Linked DNA regions of Mus musculus: regions 2 and 3 are each linked to region 1. The links are chromatin contacts, called in public Hi-C and promoter capture Hi-C maps. All regions are on one chromosome and are shown on one strand. Each heading gives the region's core, a stretch centred on a gene start, on an enhancer-like site or on the middle of the called end of the contact. The rest is flanking DNA. Distances are from core to core; before and after follow the strand shown.

Region 1 (2,618 bases), core at 89-2,588:
CATTCTCTTTCATAGTACAGAATTATTTTTCTACCCAACAGGATAGAAATTTGCAACAAACCAGAAACGCAAACGCATGGTTAGCACTTGTGGGTATGATACAGAGAGCTTTATAAATGTATATTCCTTAACTGTACAGAACATGACATGATACTGAGAGGAAAAACTCGGCTACAGGATGAAGCATTTTGAGTTTGAAAAAGAATATACATACATGTGTGTATGTATGTATACATACATATATATATACATATATATATATATACTTGTGTGTATATACATATATGAAATATAATACTAAAACTACATCAAAATGACTGGTTATTTTGGGTTTATGGATTATAATATTATTTCTCCTGTATTTCCCCTCCCAGATTTCCAAATTTTGAGCAGCTGGTAGTTTGATCTTTGTAGTTAGTATTTTTTTCTTCTTTTAACTATTGTACGTAGCCTGCATTCAAATTGATTGATGGTCTAAGAATATTCTTTGGAAACGTACCATTTGGCCTAGGGTTCACCAATGATGCAAAAACATGTATGTATTTTCGTCCTCGTTCTAGATAGAGGTAAGTCTTCTGTTTAAACTCAGACTCAAACTATCAATTAAAATCTGTCGAGTTGGGGGCTGGGTATTTCGGAGTCCTGAAAGGGCGAATGCGGGTATTCTGAATGGGAGACTGCAGAGTTGCCATCTGCATTAACTCCCGGAGCGCGGGCCCCCGCCGAGCCTGGCAGGGGCATCAGAGAGCTGATATTCAGAACTGGCTTTTGGGGGGACCAGGTGAGAGTCCAACCGGTGGCCAGGCCTCCCACGAGTTGAGCGAAGGACAGCCACTGGGGTATTTTTCTGCCGGCTTCCATGGCCGCGTTTACACAGGGCTCAGGGGGCCGTGGGTTCCGTGCGGAGTGGGGCTTGCGGGCTGAACCGTGAGGCACCAGGACGGCCGCCCTGTGGCCTTCGGATACCCGGGTGAAGACGCTCGCGGTCCACAGGGTTCCGCCTGGCGGAAGCTCCAGTCTCGGGCGCGCCCGCCGAGCTCTCCTCAGGCCTAGCAGACGCCGCAGTACCCCCACTTCAGGCGCCCTGGCGGAAACGGCGGCCCGGTCGCCCGAGCTCACGGTAGCATCCGGGTCCCCCGCGCCTCGCCCAATCGAGGGCCCCGTCCCTTCACACCCTCCTGTTTCCCCGCCCCCCCGCGCCGCCAATCCCCGACCAGCTCTCAGCCGAACGTGCTGGCCTGGGAGTGAAGGCGCGCGCCGGCCAATGAAGTCTCGCTTCCCGTTTGAAGTCTCCAGTGGGCGGGCGTCGGAGGCGGGCTCTGCTAGCCAGGAGGTTCGGTTGCGCCTGTGCCATGGACTCAGCCGCCCGGTGATATTGACAATAGGAGAGAGAAAGGGGCATTGACGGGGACCCTGCGCGGGTAGCGAACGGCGGCTCTGGCAGCGGCGGCTCAGGCGGCTCCAACTCTTCCTCCCGACTCCCGCGCTTGCTGCCGCTGCAAATCCAGGCTTCCTCCCTCCTCCCCCTCCCCGCGTCGCCGCCGCCGCCGCCGCCGCCACCACCGCCGCCGGGTCCGGTGCAACGAGCAGAGGCGCCGCCCGCCGGGAATGTGAACGAAGAGCCACCGGCCGCGCCGCAACCGGGTCGGTGCCGATTTGATGGGACGGGCCCGCGGGGGAGGCTCGTGAGGCCGCCGCTGCCACTGCCGGAGCGCTGAGGTTAGGGGCCAGCCGAGAGGCCTAGAAACACTGCCGCTACCGCGGAACCGGAGGGACGTCGCCCCGGACGGCCGTAGTAGCCCGGGGCTCTCCGCCGCTGCCTGGACCTCCCCCCGTGCGTCCCGGGCCGTCGCCCGCCCCCGCCGCGGCCCCTAGCTCGCAGCCCACTCCGCGCAGCCACAGATCATCTTCCGATTCTTTCCCAGGAGCTTCAAGGTAACTTCAGCTTCGGGTCCCGCGGCTTGCCTCCCGGGGAACCCGCGGAGCGGCGGGCTCGGGAAGGCCGGGCCCAGGCAGCTGAGGGGTGCGGCGGGGTGGGGGGAGCGGGAGCAAGCGCCCGGCCCACTTGTCTGATCTACCTGCAGAGGCTTTGGAGGCCAGCACCTCTCTTCTCCTCGGCCTCGCCGGCTCCTTTTCCTCCCTCTTTTGAGGCGTTTTCTTGCCCCCCCCCCGGCGGGGGCGGGGGAGCAGGGAGGAAGATTCCGTGGCCGCGCAGCTTCTCCAGGGCTTGGGGTTTATGTGAACATACCTGCAGACAAACAGGCCACTTCCCTGTTTTCATACCTCCCCCTTGGAAAAGCCCCAGTAGTGTGCTCTTTAGAGAATGCTAACGCTTTGGGTGCAGTGGCCCAGGTGAAACCTGTTTCCCTGGGCTTTGCAGGGACCCCGCTGTTACCATCATTTCTGCAATGCTTTGAGTTGAGATCCTTGACATTTTATTCAGAGCTGCGCGCATAAGAGGCAAATGATGAAAAAGAAAGCTGCCTATAGATCATCGTTAGAGATGAGAGAAGAGAAATAGAGACAGAATGAGGGATGGGGGGAACGAGGCTTACAGAAATCTGTGTTGCTAGGGTTAGAGTGAAATCTAAATAATTCCCAGATGAAATTGTAATATT
Region 2 (2,618 bases), core at 43-2,542, 1.3 Mb after region 1:
AAAACAGACGTGTGCACACACATACATGTCCAAAAAAAATGTGAGTTAGGAACAAAACTGTTGTTTATGTGAGTATGTCTCAGGAAAAGAGAGCAATTATTTTTTTCCAGTTTAACACTACTTGATAAATACTAATTAACTAACATCAAAATCCAATCATTTTAACATTAAGGCCATAATATGTCAATTTTAATGTCTTATTTAGAAGAAATAGCCTCTCATTAAAAGGGGTAGAAACATATAGTCCCCACTCTGTCAGGATCTGTCTGTTCAAATGTTTCTAGAGCCCATTCCACATGCCAGGTGCTGAGCACGGAGTGCTTATGTATGCACCCATCACGCAGAAAGTTATGTATGCACCCTTCATACAGAAAGCACTGTACCCACGTGGCTCGTCTCCCAAGCTTTCTCACCCCTATGATTCCATGTTGTTTCTCCTTCTCCGGCCAGCTTGCTCGCCCACCCTAGAGTTGGGCATGTTTGGATGGAGAAGATGTCCCTGTGGACCTGTCACCACCCAGATCCTCCCTCAGGAAGGAAGGACAAGTCCTGCTGCCAGCCTGCTCTAGAGAGTGGATAACCTGTGGGGAAGGGAGGTCCGCTAGAGCCAGACCTCGATTGAGTACAGCCCATACCTAAAGTCAGATCAGTGTGGGTCCATACAGGCCTCAGCAGAACCATGCTATTATCAGAGCTCATCAGAGACTCTTTGTGTCTCTCTGTCTCTGTTTCACTCACATCCCCTCCATCCTTTCCTCCTTCTTCCCCTCTCTCCATTTTGTCCACAAGGAACAATCTCAAGGCCATTACCAAAAGCATCCTTTAATAAGCCTTTAATAAGCCTCTGAACTCCTCTCTCTCACCTTACAGCCAGCTTTCCAGGGGGATCACTTTGCAAGCCCTCAGTCCAAGGAGCGATGCCAAATGGCAGAAATGCCAAGGTGAGAGTTTCTGACAACCTCTCCTGCCTTTAAGGGTGAGAAGTCTAGGACTGTGCACAGAGTGAGGACAGTGCCTCTCTGCTGTATCAGCGACTCTTGAGTACAGCACTTTCTGTATGCTGCGTGGATGACTCTGCCCTGAGCACCTGGAACAGCACCTGGGATGCAGAGTAGGTCTGAGAAACATTTGAACAAATGTCTGTTACTTTCTGCCCCCAGAGAATAGCATAATTTCTGGAACTAAAGTGGCTGGGATGCATAGATTTTGAGGAAATAGCTACCATAAGGACAGTAGAATTCGGTAGCTACTGCCATCTGTTGATGCCCTAGAAAAGAAATCACAAAAAGCTGAGATGAATAAATTGACAATGGCTAAATATAAAAGGCAAAATACTTGGTGGCAAAATAGATTCTTATCGCCTCAGAAGGGGAGCAGAAAAAGCTGTGAACCCCGCAGTGGAACAACCAGTGTCCACAGAAGATGAAAGCCAAGGAAGAAAACTGCTCTCCCACAATCAAAGTATAGACAAGAAAAGAACAGGATGCAGACACATGGGACAGGGACATCAGGCTAATGGACTACAAGATCTCGAGTCTCCAGACCCATGCAATCCTGTGCCTACGAACGTGGCTCAACCCCTCAGTTATGGGATGTCACTCAGTTTGCTTAAGGACCACGATAGAGATCCTGTTCACACAATGGAACATATGCCCTCTCAAGATTTGCCCCGATCCTTCCTTCCCACTTGGTCGATAAATATTGTTAAGTCACAGCATAACTCAGTTGAGAACATGGTGAAATAAAGAGGGGAGTTTACCCTGAAATAACTGCATGATGTGGAAGTGGCCAGAAACCTAGAAATAGGGCAAGGTTTTGAATGTTCTAGACCAAGATGGATAAAACAAATTTGAATAAACACTTATGAAATTGAGAGCAATTTGTTATGACACAGCATAACCTTGGCAAGGATACCTTGGAAACGGTGCAGACATGTGACTAAGATACCTTCTCAGAACATGAACATGGTTATGGGCCCACAGTGAAATAACATCATAATTACCTTAAGGCAATGGCAGGGGAGATGCAAAAGTATGAAGATGGGATTATCAAAATGGGAATGCAAAGCCAGAAAATCTAACAGGATGCTCTGTTTCATAGGAAGGTTATATGATAACAAAGCAATAAGAAACTTCTAGTTCAATGGGCAATAGCTTGGTCATGGTATCTCCACATAGGCCATAGCCTAGTGCAACAATTGATTCCTAAGGCTTACCAATACCAAAAGCATTCTTCATCTTTGGAATGGTGGATGCCATGTTGCCCAGAACTTAACAAGAAGAAGGCATATAAATTATTATAATTTGTGACAACAAAGTACAGACAAGAGAGAGCCAGGCCTATGGACATGGCCACTCAATAGCAGCTCCCTGAGAGAGCGCCAGATGCCAGTCCACACAGATAGTCTAGCTGTATCACCAGAGGAAACCCAAGAGTTGGAAGGCTGTCCTCCAGTCTCCAGATCTGAGCCAGGCTCTACAACAAGAAGCTACTGATGAAGGAGACACCAGTCCTCCGGGAGGAAGAATGCAGTACCTTTACCAAGAATAAATGTCCCAGTCTCTTCCAAAAGAGACTTAAGCAACTACTCAGGAGATAGGAAAACATTAGGAACCGAT
Region 3 (2,618 bases), core at 42-2,541, 1.2 Mb before region 1:
CAAGAGAGATGGCTCAGTGGGTAGAGGTGCTTCCTATGCAAGCCTGCCAACTTCAGTTGGATCTTCCGAACCCACATATTGTGTGTCCTGGTATCAACACGTACAAACACATGCCATACACACATTCGCACACATAAAAACTGAAATTTTTATACAGTCATTATTTGCTGCTAGTTTTGCCTAAATAGAGGCTCACAGCTTTAAGATAAGATGAAGCCGGTCCCTCCACAGTTAAGCCTGAGTAGTGATCTTAGTAAGATCTTATTTTAGTAAGTGGCTGAATGCCTATTCCTTAGCGACAGGACTCATCCTGACCACTTCTAGTAACAGATGGGTAAACAGCTCTACAACAACCGATTTGGGAACAATTCCAAATGGAGAGTGAGAAAAATGTAAGCTATCAACTCACTACTCACACCTTAAAACACTTTTCAAAATGGCATGTCTGGTACACTCTAGGCCTTAGTGAATCACAAGCAGTTCAAACTCCATACTTTTTTGTGCTTTCCGAACTATACAGTTTTCCAGTCTGTCTTGCCCAACCAGGCTCTTGCCTAGGGGCTGTTATCTTTTTCTGTATTTCCAGCGTTCAACAGCAAGTGCTCAAATGGTTACCCACCACGAGGTAGGCCTCAACCTGACCCAATAGGTCAGAAATTAAATCGATTTAGGGATGACATGACCACAGTCCGGCCGTTCGATCCCCTAGATGTCCGGAAACTGCGAACATGTGAAGAAAAGTGAGCGGTCGGTCCTAGAACCTCAAGACATCTAAACAGAACGGAGCGGACTACCTGGTCCGCCCAGGCTGCTGTGGACTCCAGACACGAAACAAGATCCTTTACAACGTCCGAAGCAGAGAGATCAGGGGTACTGTCCTGTTCTCCAAACCCAGCCCTGACAACAACCCTCTCCTACCCAAGTAAGCCCCGAAAACGCTCCACTCGGAAGCCCCAGTCTGGGCGCCTAGAGCTCGGGGGCGGGGGCGCAGTGCACTACGGGAGTTGTAGTTCCATGGAGAGTTTTGCCCCGAGACGGGCTTACAAAAGGGACTCCTACTCCCAGAAGGCCCCGCGCGGGCGCCTCGCCCAGTCCTGCCACCTCACCTGTTCTATGGATGTGACTGTTTCCACTGAGTCGTCTTGCAACCGCTCCCGCACGTGCTCAGGTCTCAGACTATACAGCGGTTCTGACCAAACAGGGGAGGAAGATGGAGGACAATAATAGGTGAAGGAACTCGAAGAAGCCATGATCGGGAGAGCTGCGAGCGCTGTATAGGACTCAGCTTCATCCAGCAACAACGCGCATTGAAACTCGAGCGGGCTAAGGCGCTACGGAAAGTCCGTAGAGTCAAAAAGATTTTGAACGCGAATCTCTCCTCCCACCTACACATCTTCAAGAAGTGAGTTACTGGGATACTGCCGCCCCCCGTCGGACAGATGAGCTGCTGCAGGAGATCAGCTTTCTGGAGAAAGGAGATCTAGGATGCCTCGGTTCGTTATGCAAATAATAAAAAAGAAAACGTCAACGTTTCGCTCTCGCCTAATTGTAATGCAGTAGCTTGCGATTTCAGCTGTTCAAGAACCCTAAGAATGTAACCTAAAAAAAAAAAAAAAAAAAAAAAGCATTTCTGACATCTCTCTTGAGTACCTCAGTCACGCTATTAACTAATAGAATTACCATGCACCTTTGGGTCCTTGACAGCCTCTTAGGAGAAGCCTCAGCTTTTCTGTGCATTAGCAGAATTGCAGGTCTCAATACTCAGAGATAGAGAAATGTAGTACTGTAATTTTCTCCTTTGGAGGTTACAGTGCAATGGCAGAAACTAAAAGAAACTAAAATACCATAGAAGAAATGAGTGTAAATGCATCATCCAAAGAAATATCAACAAATATTCATGGAGCTCCTGCTACTTGTTCCGTGCCAGAGCCCAGGAATGCAGAAGTGAACAAAATTACAATGCCCTTTTCCTTAGATTACATCTGAATTTCATTTTTGAGGAATAGGCAGAATTAAATAAGTGAACATAAATATTTGACAGCTTCCAATTATGGTATGACAGAAAATAATAATAGAGTCAGGCCTGGACGGGTGGCTCAGCAGGGGCTGCAGCGCCACAGGATTCCAAGCAGCCACCTGGAGACTTACAGCCACCCATAACTCCAGGTCCAGAGGATCTGACGCCCTTTTCTGGCCTCCACAGACAACATACACACAAGTAATGCACATGTGCACATGCAGGCAAAATACCCATACACGTTTTTAATGTTACTGTTTCATATATATATACATACGTATATATTTGAAAATGATTTTTTCATGCAATATATTCAAATCACAGTTTCCCTCACCCAAATCCTCCCAATTTCCCCATCCACCCAACTCCACATCTTCTCTCTCTCTCTCTCTCTCTCTCTCTCTCTCTCTCTCTCTCTCTCTTCAGAAACAATTAAACAAAAAAAGGAAACAAACTAGAACTTTAAAGAAAAGAGAAGGCACAGTAAATACAGGCTCACACACAGAATGAAATTTTTCGAAATTAGAAAGGAAAGAAAATAAAAATGTCTTTGAAACTGACAGAAGAAACTGAGTTCTAATTAAATTTGGTGGCTGAGCCA

What was found. Promoter capture Hi-C pulls out the DNA fragments that hold promoters and counts their contacts. A called contact is a pair of places that touch in the nucleus more often than the background predicts.
Region 2: a contact with region 1 is called in a Hi-C map of cortical neurons, with 3 times the contacts expected there. The contact joins the enhancer-like site here to the promoter of Ppp2r5e in region 1. A contact is called at or near these places in 10 of 39 promoter capture datasets (the 3T3-L1 cell line, cranial neural crest, frontonasal cranial neural crest and 5 more), 5 of 484 Hi-C or Micro-C datasets (cerebellum, cortical neurons, nephron progenitors and 1 more), 9 of 115 datasets of contacts at active chromatin or transcription factors (SST interneurons, astrocytes, embryonic forebrain and 5 more) and 2 of 9 other capture datasets (embryonic stem cells and pancreatic islet).
Region 3: a contact with region 1 is called in a promoter capture Hi-C map of pre-B cells, with 2.7 times the contacts expected there. The contact joins the promoter of Fntb here to the promoter of Ppp2r5e in region 1.

What each region holds. Positions count from the first base shown.
Region 1 is chr12:75,594,952-75,597,569 of GRCm38.p6, reverse strand. It overlaps Ppp2r5e (protein phosphatase 2, regulatory subunit B', epsilon), which reads left to right and starts at 1,338. Exons shown (of 14, transcript NM_012024.3): 1 at 1,338-1,935.
Region 2 is chr12:74,325,510-74,328,127 of GRCm38.p6, reverse strand. No RefSeq gene overlaps it. Among named protein-coding and RNA genes, the nearest start is that of Gm34552, 9.7 kb to the right of the region's middle. Within about 2 kb of position 1,292, at least 6 of the 459 cell types and tissues checked have an H3K27ac peak or open chromatin away from gene starts, as enhancers often do. A contact at or near this core is called in cortical neurons, where this site is marked.
Region 3 is chr12:76,836,140-76,838,757 of GRCm38.p6, reverse strand. It overlaps Fntb (farnesyltransferase, CAAX box, beta), which reads right to left and starts at 1,291. Exons shown (of 12, transcript NM_145927.2): 1 at 1,107-1,291. The coding sequence starts at 1,250.